Regions from separate parts of the Mus musculus genome. Here region 1 is linked to region 2. Evidence: chromatin contacts called from public promoter capture Hi-C data. All regions are on one chromosome and are shown on one strand. The core of a region is the stretch at or near the end of the contact, and the rest is flanking DNA. Distances in the headings are between cores, read along the strand shown.

Region 1 (5,654 bases), core at 982-3,481, 490 kb before region 2:
CGGGAGGCAGAGGCAGGCGGATTTCTGAGTTCAAGGCCAGCCTGGTCTACAGAGTGAGTTCCAGGACAGCCAGAGATACACAGAAAAACCCTGTCTCGAAAAACCAAAAACCAAAACAACAACAACAACAACAAAAAACAACAACAACAAAAACAGACCTGGGTTTGATCCCCATAGAAATGAACCTCTGCTACTGGTGTGAGAGAAGCCAATTTTGGGTGGTTGGGGATATGGAGGGAAAAAAATCCTAAAACTCCTCTCTCTCTCTCCTCTCTCTCTTCTCTCTTCTCTCTTCTCTCTTCTCTCTTCTCTCTTCTCTCTTCTCTCTTCTCTCTCTCTCTCTCTCTCTTCTCTCTTCTCTCTCTCTCTCTTCTCTCTTCTCTCTTCTCTCTTCTCTCTTCTCTCTCTCTCTTCTCTCTTCTCTCTTCTCTCTTCTCTCTCTCTCTCTCTCTCTCTCTCTCTCTCTCTCTCTTTGGTTTTTCGAGACAGGGTTTCTCTGTGTAACCCTGGCTGTCCTGGAACTCACTCTGTAGACCAGGCTGGCCTCAAACTCAGAAATCCGCCTGCCTCTGCCTCCCAAGTGCTGGGATTAAAGGCGTGCACCACCACGCCCAGCTAAACTGGCCTTAAATAGCCAATCCTCCTGCCAGGTGATGGTGCACCATGTTAATCTCAGCACTCAGAAGCAAATCAGGCAGATCTCTGAGTTCGAGGCCAGCCTAGTCAGCAGAGTGAGTTCCAGGACAACCAGGGCTACTTAGAGAAACCCTGTCTCAGGGAGAAAAAAAAAATCCAATTCTCCTGTCTCAGCCTTTGAAGTGCTAGCATAGCTGAGAAAAGGTTCATTTTAAAGCAATACTCATTTATTCTAGTTTCCCCAGTAACTTTGGGAACAACGACCCTTTTTTAAAAATTGTGTATGAGCCTGGCAGTGGTGGCACGCACCTTTAATCCTAGCACTTGGGAGGCAGAGGCAGGTGGATTTCTGAGTTCGAGCCTGGTCTACAGAGTGAGTTCTGCGACAGCCAGGACTACACAGAGAAACCCTGTCTCAAAAAAACCAAACCAAAAAAAAATGTGTATTTATAGTTTGTGTATGAGTACTCATGTAGGTCAGAGGACAACTTCTAGGAGTCAGTTCTTTCCCTCCATTGAACATGTAGTGTTGAGAGGCCTCAAGTGCTTTTATCAACTGAGCCATCGCAGAAGCCTCATTATAGATTTTTAAAGACAGAATTTCTCTGTGTGGCCCTGGACAGCTGGCCTGGAACTCTCTCAGTAGACCTACCTAGTCTTGACCTCAGCAATTTGCCTGCTTCTGTCTCCAAGGCTCATTAAAAAGAAAGAAAGAGCCCGGCGTGGTGGCACACGCCTTTAATCCCAGCACTCAGGAGGCAGAGGCAGGCAGATTTCTGAGTTCGAGGCCAGCCTGGTCTACAAAGTGAGTTCCAGGACAGCCAGGGCTACACAGAGAAACCCTGTCTCGAAAAAAAAAAAAAGGAAAAGGAAGAAAGAAAGAGATCAAAACAATAAGATAAACAAGTTTATTTTGTACACCTCAAAAAAGAGAAGCAAGCTGGCCAGTGGTGGTCCATGCCTTTAATCCCAGCACTTGAGAGGCAGAGGCAGGTGGATTTCTGAATTCGAGGCCACCCTGGTCTACTGAGTGAGTTCCAGGACAGCCAGGGATATTCAGAGAAAAACTGTCTCGGAAAAAAAGGAAAAAGAAAAAGAAAGGGGGGGGGGGAGAGAGAAGCAGATACGGCAATAACAGAACTACCTGGATACAAGTCACCTTTTAAAAAATGACATGCATATGTTTGGCTGTATGTTTGTATGTGCACCATATGCATCCAGTATGGGCAGAGGCAAGAAGAGGGTATCAAAGCTCCTGAACTGTAGTTACAGGCGGCTGCAAGCTGCTAAGTAGATAATGTGAAGTTGAACCAGAGTCCTGAAAAGGTAGTAAACACTCACTGAGCCATCACTTCAATCACCACATGACCTTTAATTTAGTATCAGTTTAATGTCCTCTGACATCATCTTCCCATCACCCACTTTTATCTGAGGAGGTAACCACACAAGAATGTACTTATTGCCCCACATGCCAATACCAGTGACTTAGGCAGTCAGGTCTCACGTGGTAGGGCCAGCTCGTCGCTTCCAGAAACGTCACATCCGTTGGGAACCTGACACAAGCCCGCCAGGGGCGAGTGCTTTTGTGAGAGGGCGGAGTCCTAGCACGCGGATGGAACCTTGGTGGGGCGGAGCCTGTGGGGGCGGGACGAGGCCCGGGCAGGACGGGCCTCACTTGCCGGCGTTTGCCGGCCCGGGCCACTACTTGTGAGGAGCTCTGTGGCCGCGGAAGCAAGTGAGAGATTTCGACCAGGTAGGTGAGGATGGGAGGTGACTTGTGGCTCCGTCCGCAGTCCGTGGTCACCAGCTCTGGCCAGACCCAGCGAAAGGTCTTGCGGGTGCGGTTGTGACGTGGAGGCTCTTCAGAACCCAAGACTGCCCGTGGGGGTTGTAAGCCCTTCCTAACTTCTCTAGCCACCTGACAGACCCTGAACTGTCAGGTGCGGAGGAGACCTGGTCATCATTGCCAGTTATTCTTCAGCCCCTATACTTTGCTGCTGTGAAAAAACAAAAACAAAAAACAAAAAAAAACTTCCGGATGGTATTGCTTCCTCACTCAGCCTTGGAGTGTGTTTACTCTAACTCTTTCAGCTCCACTATCAGCAGAAGTGTAGGATAGGGACCAAATCCCTCTTGCAGTGATCTACTATGGTCCACTAGTCCTGCTGGTAGGATGGGGTTATGGGTGGATGGTCCTTAGTCTTTCCCTTAACTGGCTCACACTACTCTGATGCCTACATCTTTTCTCTCTACTTGACTAGTTACCTTACTCTGGTTTTCCTGCCTCCCTCTTCATCAGCGAGATTCAAGGCTGGACCAGGGCCCCCAGGGTAAGTGACCCATACTCAAAATCAGCATAATGTAAAACCTGCTATATCCACTGCCATCAAGTTGCCCCAGTTCTAGCAGATGATAATACAAAGGTGTTGACTATCCAGTTGAGAAAGGGAAGGAGGCAGACCTCTCCTTTCGCCCCATGTTACTCTACCCTTAGAAATACTGAGGTTCACTGTAAGTTTAAAACTCTGGTAGGTCGTGCACACCTTTATCCCAGCACTTGGGGGGCAGGTGGATCTGAGTTCCAGCCTGGTCTTCATGGTGAATTCCAGGTTAGCTAAGACTACACAGTGAAGACCTGTCTCACCAGCAGCAGCAGCAACAACAACAGGACTGAATGTGGTAGCCTACACCTTTAATTACAGCACATAAGACATAGAGGCAGGAAGATCTCTGAGAATTTAAGGCCAGCCTAGTTTACATGTGAATTGCAGGCCAACAGGACTACACACACAAGACCCTGTCTCAAACAAAAAGACTCTGATAGGGTAATACATTGAGAAGACTCTAAGCAGAGACTCTCAGATGTAGCAACAGATATAAGAGCTCAAATTCTGAGACCAGGGAGCTCTGACAAGAGAAGTTTGCTTGCTCATGGCCAGGCGTGGTGGCGCACGCCTTTAATCCCAGCACTCAGGAGGCAGAGGCAGGCGGATTTCTGAGTTCGAGGCCAGCCTGGTCTACAAAGTGAGTTCCAGGACAGCCAGGGCTATACAGAGAAACCCTGTCTCAAAACAAAAACAAAAAGACAAGGTTGCTCAGTGGATACCTATTGTATCCTCACTGTATTCCTACTGAAGTCCCACTATAGCTTCCCTGAGAAGCAGGGGTGTGTGTCTCACAGGACTTCCATCTCATAACTATAGGGCAAATGAAACAAGACATGTAGCCACAGCTTGTCAGTAGCAGCCTTTGGTTCTGGAACTCACTTACTGCACATATCACTTTGTTAAAACTTTGTAGCTGGCAAATGGCACTTAGACACCCTTATTCTATTCTTTAAAGACCTGGATCTGGCCCAATCAGCACCCTTTGTTCTCATCTGGCCAGTCTTTTTGTCTCTCCCCCCCCCCCCCCAGGAAGCCATTTATTTGATTTGCTTTGTTTGGAAATGAACTATCAAGTCTCCCAGGCTGCCCTGGAACTGGCTATATAACTGAAGGATAATCTTAGTCACCTGATTCTCTTGGCTCCACCTCCCAAATACTGGGATGACAGGAGTGAGCCACCATATTTACCCCCTCCAGGTAGCAATTTAGTTCATTCCCATGGTGGTATCTTTGCATCTTGAAATGAGAGTGGGATGGCCTAGTGGTGACAGGATTAGAGATCACTCTCCTAAAACCCTCAGTATTAGAACTTCTCTATGAGGTTACCATAGTAAGAAAGTCCATGTAATTTGGCAGCCTGAGTGGGGATTCCCCTCTTGAGGGCTGAGAAGCTTGAGGCAGCTGTGCTGAAAGAGGAGATGGCTGAATGACATTCAAGGGCCAGCATTATTTCAAAACTAGAGGTAAAGGTCTGAGAGCCCCATGCTCCTAAGCTTGCAATTTCTCCTCTTCATTAACCACTTTCTTTACCCCTTTTCTTTTCAGGAAAAAATCCTGCTATCAAGGAAGAAAATATAGGACCAGGACCTTCCCATGGACCCTTCTCAGGACATTCCAACAGCACAAGCAAGGGTGTCTCCCTAAGACACAAGAGGCCTGAAAAAACTATCCTTTGTGAAGTGCCATGGTGGTCAAGAAAAGCAGAGGTAGCTCCCAGCAGTTGCCTGGCCTGGGAGGACAGGGTGGTTGTACAGGTTTTGTAGGCATGCTTGGAACTGCCCTGCTGTTCATCAGCCTACCATGGGGAGCTCAAGTGATGGCCAGTGCCAACATCAGCACTGCTCTGGGCCACACAAGTGGTCACTATTTGAGTATTGGGGATGGCTCAGTGACAGAATTTGATTTCCCTGAGAAGAGTGAGGGTATCATTGTGATCTCTAGCCAATACACTGGACAGACCAATGGGACAGGCCCCAGCCCCATACTTAAGGTTATATCCCTGGACACAGAGGTGCTGACCATTAAGAATGTGAGTGCCATAACCTGGAGCAGTGGAGGTGGCTTTGTGGTAGGCATCCACTCAGGTCTAGCTGGGCTGGCCCCACTCCACCTCCAGCTCATGGATTTCTATGAGGCCCCACCCCTGCTGATCGAAGAACGGAGAGATTTCTGCATCAGGGTGTCACCTGCTGAAGACCTCCCTTCTGCTCTCAACACCAACTTGGGCCACTTCTCAGAGAACCCAATACTCTACTTGCTTCTGCCTCTTATCTTTGTCAACAAGTGTTCATTTGGTTGCAAAGTGGAACTTGAAGTTTTGAAGGAGCTCCTACAGAGCCCCCAACCCATGCTGTTGGGCCTCTTGGGCCAGTTTCTGGTCATGCCTTTCTATGCTTTCCTGATGGCCAAAGTCTTCATGCTACCCAAGGCCTTAGCTCTGGGCCTCATCATTACCTGCTCATCACCTGGTGGTGGAGGGAGCTACCTCTTCAGTCTCCTCCTTGGAGGAGATGTCACCCTGGCCATCTCCATGACTTTCATCTCAACAGTAGCTGCCACTGGTTTCCTACCACTCTCATCAGCCATCTACAGCTACCTTCTCAGCATCCATGAAACACTCCACGTGCCCAT
Region 2 (5,566 bases), core at 2,167-4,666:
GTCTGATTCTCATTCATTTGTAAGCTAGTCAGGGTTAAGTTTAAATTGGATCAACTACAATATAAATTTACTATCCAATCCAGCATCTCAATACTAGGTAGCCATCCTAGACAAATGAAAATTTATGACCTCACAAAATCCTGTAAATAGTTATTTAGAGCATCTTCACTCATGATTGCCAAAAGCTGTAAGCACCTGAGATACTTCAATAAGTAAACAGCTAAATACGGTATGACACATTCAAATACTGGACTATTACTCAGCAATGTAAGGGAACTGATAACACACACACACTGACACATGCACACACACACACACACACACACACTGACACATGCACACACACACACACACACTGACACATGCACACACACACACACTGACACATGCACACACACGGGGAGGGCAGTAGGTGGTTGGGGTGGTTAATCTCAAAAGCTATGCTTTGTGAATTAAGCTCCATAAAAGAACAAATACTCTATGATTCCATTTAAAAAGAATTCTAGAAAATATAGCACACAGATCAGTGGAAGTCAGGGGTCAGAGTATGAAGGGAGTGGATATCTGTAAAAGAGCTTGGGAGAATTTGAGAAGGTAATGGAAATGTTCTGAAGCTTGATTTTGGTGGTGGCCACAATATAAAGTATCAAAAACTCATCAAACTAAGGTGGGCATGACAGCACATGTCTTTAATCCCAGTACTGGGAAAGCTGAGGCAGGATAGTAAGTATAAAACCAAACAAGAACACAGAGGCTAGAGAGAGATGACTCAGCAGCTAAGAACATGTGCAATTCTTCCAGGTGATCAGAGTTTAACTCCTAGCATCTTTATCAAGCAATTCATAACTGCTTATAATTCCAGATCCCAGGGGATCCTTACCCCCTTAGGCACCAGCACCCATACACAAGCACATGATTAAAAATAATTTTTATGTCTTTTTTCCCTTTTTGGTTATTTTTGCGACATGGTTTCTCTGTGTAGCCCTGGCTGTCCTGGAACTCACTTTGTAGACCAGGCTGGCCTCGAACTCAGAAATCCGCCTGCCTCTGGGGTTTCACTTTTTTAATCAGCAAAATAATTAAAAAACTTCAGACCAGCAGTGGTTCACACCTTTAATCCCAGCACTGGAGAAGCAGAGGCAGGAAGATCTCTGAGTTGGAGGCCAGCCTGGTCTTCAGAGTAAGGCTTTAATCTCATAAAACAAAACAAAACAGAATAAAAACACAAAAGAAAAATAAAAAACCCTCCTGAAACAATTGTGTCTCAAAAGGGTCAACTTCACTACAAGTTCAATTTCATGGCTGGTTTTTGTGTTTTGTCTTTTGAGAGCCTCGCACTGACCCATTAGCCCTATTCCTGAAGCTGATTATTTTATTTATTTATTTTTTTCTTTTTGCAGCAGGTTCTTACAGTGTATCCCACACTGTCCTGGAACTCACTAAACCAATTTGGTGTCAAACTTAAGGTCCTCCTGTTTTGCCTCTCAGTGCCAAAATTATAGGTATGTACCATGATGCCAAGCAATTGGATTTTTACTTTTTAATTGATTTTTTTTGGTGTTTTGTTTTGTTTTGTTTTGTTTTGTTTTGTTTTGTTTTGTTTTTCGAGACAGGGTTTCTCTGTATTACAGCCCTGGCTGGCCTGGAACTCACGTTGTAAACCAGACTGGCCTCAAACTTACAAGATATCTGCTTGCTTTTGCCTCCCAAGTGCTGACACTTAAAAGACAAAGATTTTTGAGAGATGAAATAAAACTTGTGTCTAGGCTTCGCAAACAGAGCTAGACATAGTGAACACCTATAATCCTAGCACTCAGCAGGATGAGACAGGGGCATGTAGGTTTAAAATGAAACTGAGCCACAAAGTAAGTTCCAGAACAGCATCAACCCTAGACTAGGTCCAGTTGGGGTGCAGTCTGGGAGTAAGGCAGTGAAGAGAGCAGCTGGAGAGGAGAGGCCAATTTTGTGGCCTATCGCTCTTACATCAGTGCAGTCATGAAACTGATCTCAGTTCAGTGCCTCATGGAAAATACCATTCTCTGCCCAGCTAAAAAGGCCCCTGGCTTCGTGACCTAGCTGCCTGGCTCAGTCTCCTCTGCTGTCTCCTGGAGATTTGAACCAGTGAAGCTTCATGAGTACGGTCCGCAGCTTCATTCTGAATCCATCTGAGCCAAGTGGCAGGCCTGTAGAAGGAGTAGTGGCCTCTGAGCTCTTTGCTTAAGCCTCCACTTCATTCAGATGACTCTTCCTAAAGACTCCATGGTACACTTTGGATGTCTGGAAAGACATCCAGACTTTCACAGAGTGCTAGCAGGCATCCCCAAGTTTTTCTTTCATGGGAAGGAAGCTGGCAGGAGGTGATCATATGAGAAGGGAAACCAGGCCAGAGTGCCAAAAGTGTTTTCATGGGATCAGGGCATTGCACCACTGGGGGAGTGTTGGCAGGCTGAGCAGAGGACCTACAGAATGCTTCACTGAGTAACAGGCATGCTCATAAAAATACCATACCTACCAGGGCTGCAATCTGCCATCTGGGCCCTAGGCCTTCCTTGCCCTGCAGCTTCAGCTAGCTGGACTCACTTTGGAATTCCAGCCCCCTCTGCTTCGCCTCGCTTGGGAGGTCACAGCCCTAAGCCTGGGAGGGGGCGCCACTGGGAAAATCTCCTTTCCATAAGCTTTCCCCATAGGGCTGTAAGCGAGAGTAGGTCGACCAGGAAAGGTCAGAAAGAGGCCAATCCCGAGGACAAAGAAATAAGGCACTGAGCAGGAGGGAAGTGGGAGGAAGATCAGAAGTAGGGGGTTTCAGGTTGAAGGGCGCTCTCTCTGAGAACTTTCCCTTCTAGCCTAATCTGGGACCTAGTGTTTAGGAGGGACTGTATGGTGTGCCTCGCCACACCTCCTTCGCAGGCTGGGGACTCAGGTTCAGGCGTACATCCCTGAAGAGCCCTGGCTTAGCGTCGTGGCTGGGCAGGGGTTCCAAGAGGCGCTCTGCCCTGAGAGTGCGGATACATTCAAACACATGACCAGGGCGCGGCCCGGACCTAATGGTATATGAATGCCCATTACTAGCCAGAGCCCTCGAAGGCCAAGTGGAGGCGAGGTAATCTGGTTCCCAGTCTGGATCCTCTCCCCACTGTCCAGCCCCGAGATCCCGAGAATACTTCTGCAAATGACTTCCAATATAAGCCTCAAGGGCGGCGGGGATCCTTGATAGTGAGGTTGGGGGTCACTCTCATCTCGGGGATACTGGGACTGCTGGAGCTCCTGAAGAGGACCCCCCCCCCCCACGAGGTCCCTATCACGCGCGGGGCTCTGCGGCCAGGTTCAGATGAAACAAGGAACGAGGGTGTGGCGAGGCGGGGCCTGCTGCGGGGGAGGTGATCTCACTACCTCCCCCTCCCTCTTCCTCCCCCACTTCCCCGCGCACGCTGCCCCGCCCGCCGCCGCCGCCGCCGCAGCAGCAGCAGCAGCAACATCGCGTCGGCAGCGGCATCGCTGGGTGGCAGGTCCGAGGTCGGCGTGCACAGAGACTGAGCTGGCAACCTGATCGGCGCAGGTAAGGTGGGCTGGTTTGTCCCCTTGACCGCAGCAGCGACCATCTACGTTCCAGACCCAGCCCGCCTCAGGCTCAGAGGGAGTGGGTTTCGTGCCTCCTCGGTAGGAAGGCTGGAGCCCCACCCATGCATGCTAGGCACCGAGCTCTGAGCCCTGCGATCTGGAATGGGGTTGGAGAAAGTGGCTAGGTGCCAGAGCTCGACAGGTGAGGGGTAACTGGGCGGCTCCCCAAATGCATGCTTAGGGAGGGGCACAGGAGTGGTCAGGCAGGTTCTGTATGGGCAAGTGGAGCTGAAGTTGGCATATCCCTGTGGGTGTATGCGTGTGAGGAAGGAAATGTGAACCCAGCAGAACGTCCATCTAACCCAGTCGACCGCTGTGGGGTGTGGCTCTGGGCGTGGCTGTTCCTCATCCCCATCTAAAGTCCTGATTGCGGCTGGGGTGGGGGAGAAGCCAGTGTCTAGCATGGTGTGGGGGAGATTGAGCGAAGCTCCTCCGGTAATGGGAGGAGGAGAAGGATCAGGGATGGATGGGCGCTGCCTGCCCCTCCACCCCAAAGTGGGGAGGGGGCTTTGTTCTTCACCTCCTCCTTTCCAAATTCCCTCCGGGGATCCCCTCAAATGCACTGCAAAACCAGTCTCCTCTCAGGCACAGAACCTCCCTTAGGTTCTTTGGCCAATAAAGACTACACTAAGAGAGATGGTTTTGGGCACTCACTGATGTGCCTGTGGATGCACATGGGTGTGGACCATGGGTCCATCAGGTAAAAATAAGGGAAGAAGGGCCTCATTGGCTTAGGACAAGGGACTTCTGGAAGCAAGGTGCCTGGGACTCTTTCTGTAGAGACTGGAGCGATTTTAGACATTGTTTTATACTCTGTTTAATTATGGGAGGAGGGACGTTTCCATACCTTATTCCCTTCTATCTGGTTCAGAGTTTTAGGGTGTTGATTGATAGGAAATGAAAAGAATAACAGATATAGCCCACTGCTCCTCCTGATCTAGTGTCTATAACCCCTATCCATCTGTCTCAGGGAGGCAGGACCACCATCTGTCTGGGGGCCTGGCACCCCTTTCAGGTAGATGTCTTGATCCTGATTAATGCAACTCCAGTGGTAGCGGTTACTAGCAGCCCAGTGTTGTCTTTGCTGACTCACATGGCCCTTGTGGTGAATAGATCCAGCAGCCTTTCTTCCCACCTTTATGGTCCTTTAGTAGGGTGGCTAGGGTGGGGCTTGCCCAAGGCCTCAGCTCTGATGGACCCCTTGCTGCAGATGGTGGGACTTGACAACCCTAGCTTCTTACCTAGCCCAACATCTACGCAGCACTGTATATACTTGCTTACCATTCAGGCACTAATCCTTCAGTCACCCTCAAGGGTCTGTGGCCACATGGCGAATTGGTGACAGGGCTGGGACTGGGAACTCCCCACTTCTCTGCCTCCTTGCTGTATTCCAAAGTCTGTCATTCTCTATTATTTTTTGTGTGTACAATCCCCAAAGCAATATATCTTGATATTTTGTTATAGTACATTTGAAAAACACAGGAGCAACTTACTGAAATACATTTGAAATAGAGAACAAAAGAAATTAGGAATTGCCTGTGATCTGATTACCAAGGAGGGGGAAACACATTTGACATTCATCACAGCACAGCACTCCTGGATAGCTACTACCTACTCCCAAGAGACTCCTCCCCCAGTGCCCAGCCTCTAGCCTTCTGCAAAGCACCATGCACAGGCATGGGGGCTGTTCACAGAATGACTGCCCAGGGACTGAGTATCCATGAGTGGGTAGCCATTTGCTAGATAGATTTTCACTGCTGAGTGCTTGCTTGGGCCAGAATGCACATGTAAGTAACCAGTCACCAATACCATCCTTGTCCTTTTGAAATACAGATTTCCCGTTTATTTCCTTCATGATAATTTGAAGAGAAAAAAGAAGACAGTGAAGGAAGGCTAGCAGACAGGGGAGTCCTGCTATGCTCCCCAGTTGGCTTCTTCCAAGTCTGTA

What was found. Promoter capture Hi-C pulls out the DNA fragments that hold promoters and counts their contacts.
Region 1: a contact with region 2 is called in a promoter capture Hi-C map of hippocampal neurons, with 5 times the contacts expected there. The contact joins the promoter of Slc10a3 here to the promoter of L1cam in region 2. A contact is called at or near these places in 7 of 39 promoter capture datasets (hematopoietic stem and progenitor cells, hippocampal neurons, liver and 3 more) and 1 of 9 other capture datasets (liver).

The regions. Positions count from the first base shown.
Region 1 is chrX:74,369,926-74,375,579 of GRCm38.p6, reverse strand. It overlaps Slc10a3 (solute carrier family 10 (sodium/bile acid cotransporter family), member 3), which reads left to right and starts at 2,231. Exons shown (of 3, transcript NM_145406.2): 1 at 2,231-2,389; 2 at 2,898-2,966; 3 at 4,569-5,654. The coding sequence starts at 4,708. It overlaps Gm44504 (predicted readthrough transcript (NMD candidate), 44504), which reads left to right and starts at 2,231. Exons shown (of 6, transcript NR_103489.1): 1 at 2,231-2,389; 2 at 2,898-2,966; 3 at 4,569-4,729.
Region 2 is chrX:73,878,684-73,884,249 of GRCm38.p6, reverse strand. L1cam (L1 cell adhesion molecule) reads left to right here and starts at 3,416. Exons shown (of 29, transcript NM_008478.3): 1 at 3,416-3,556.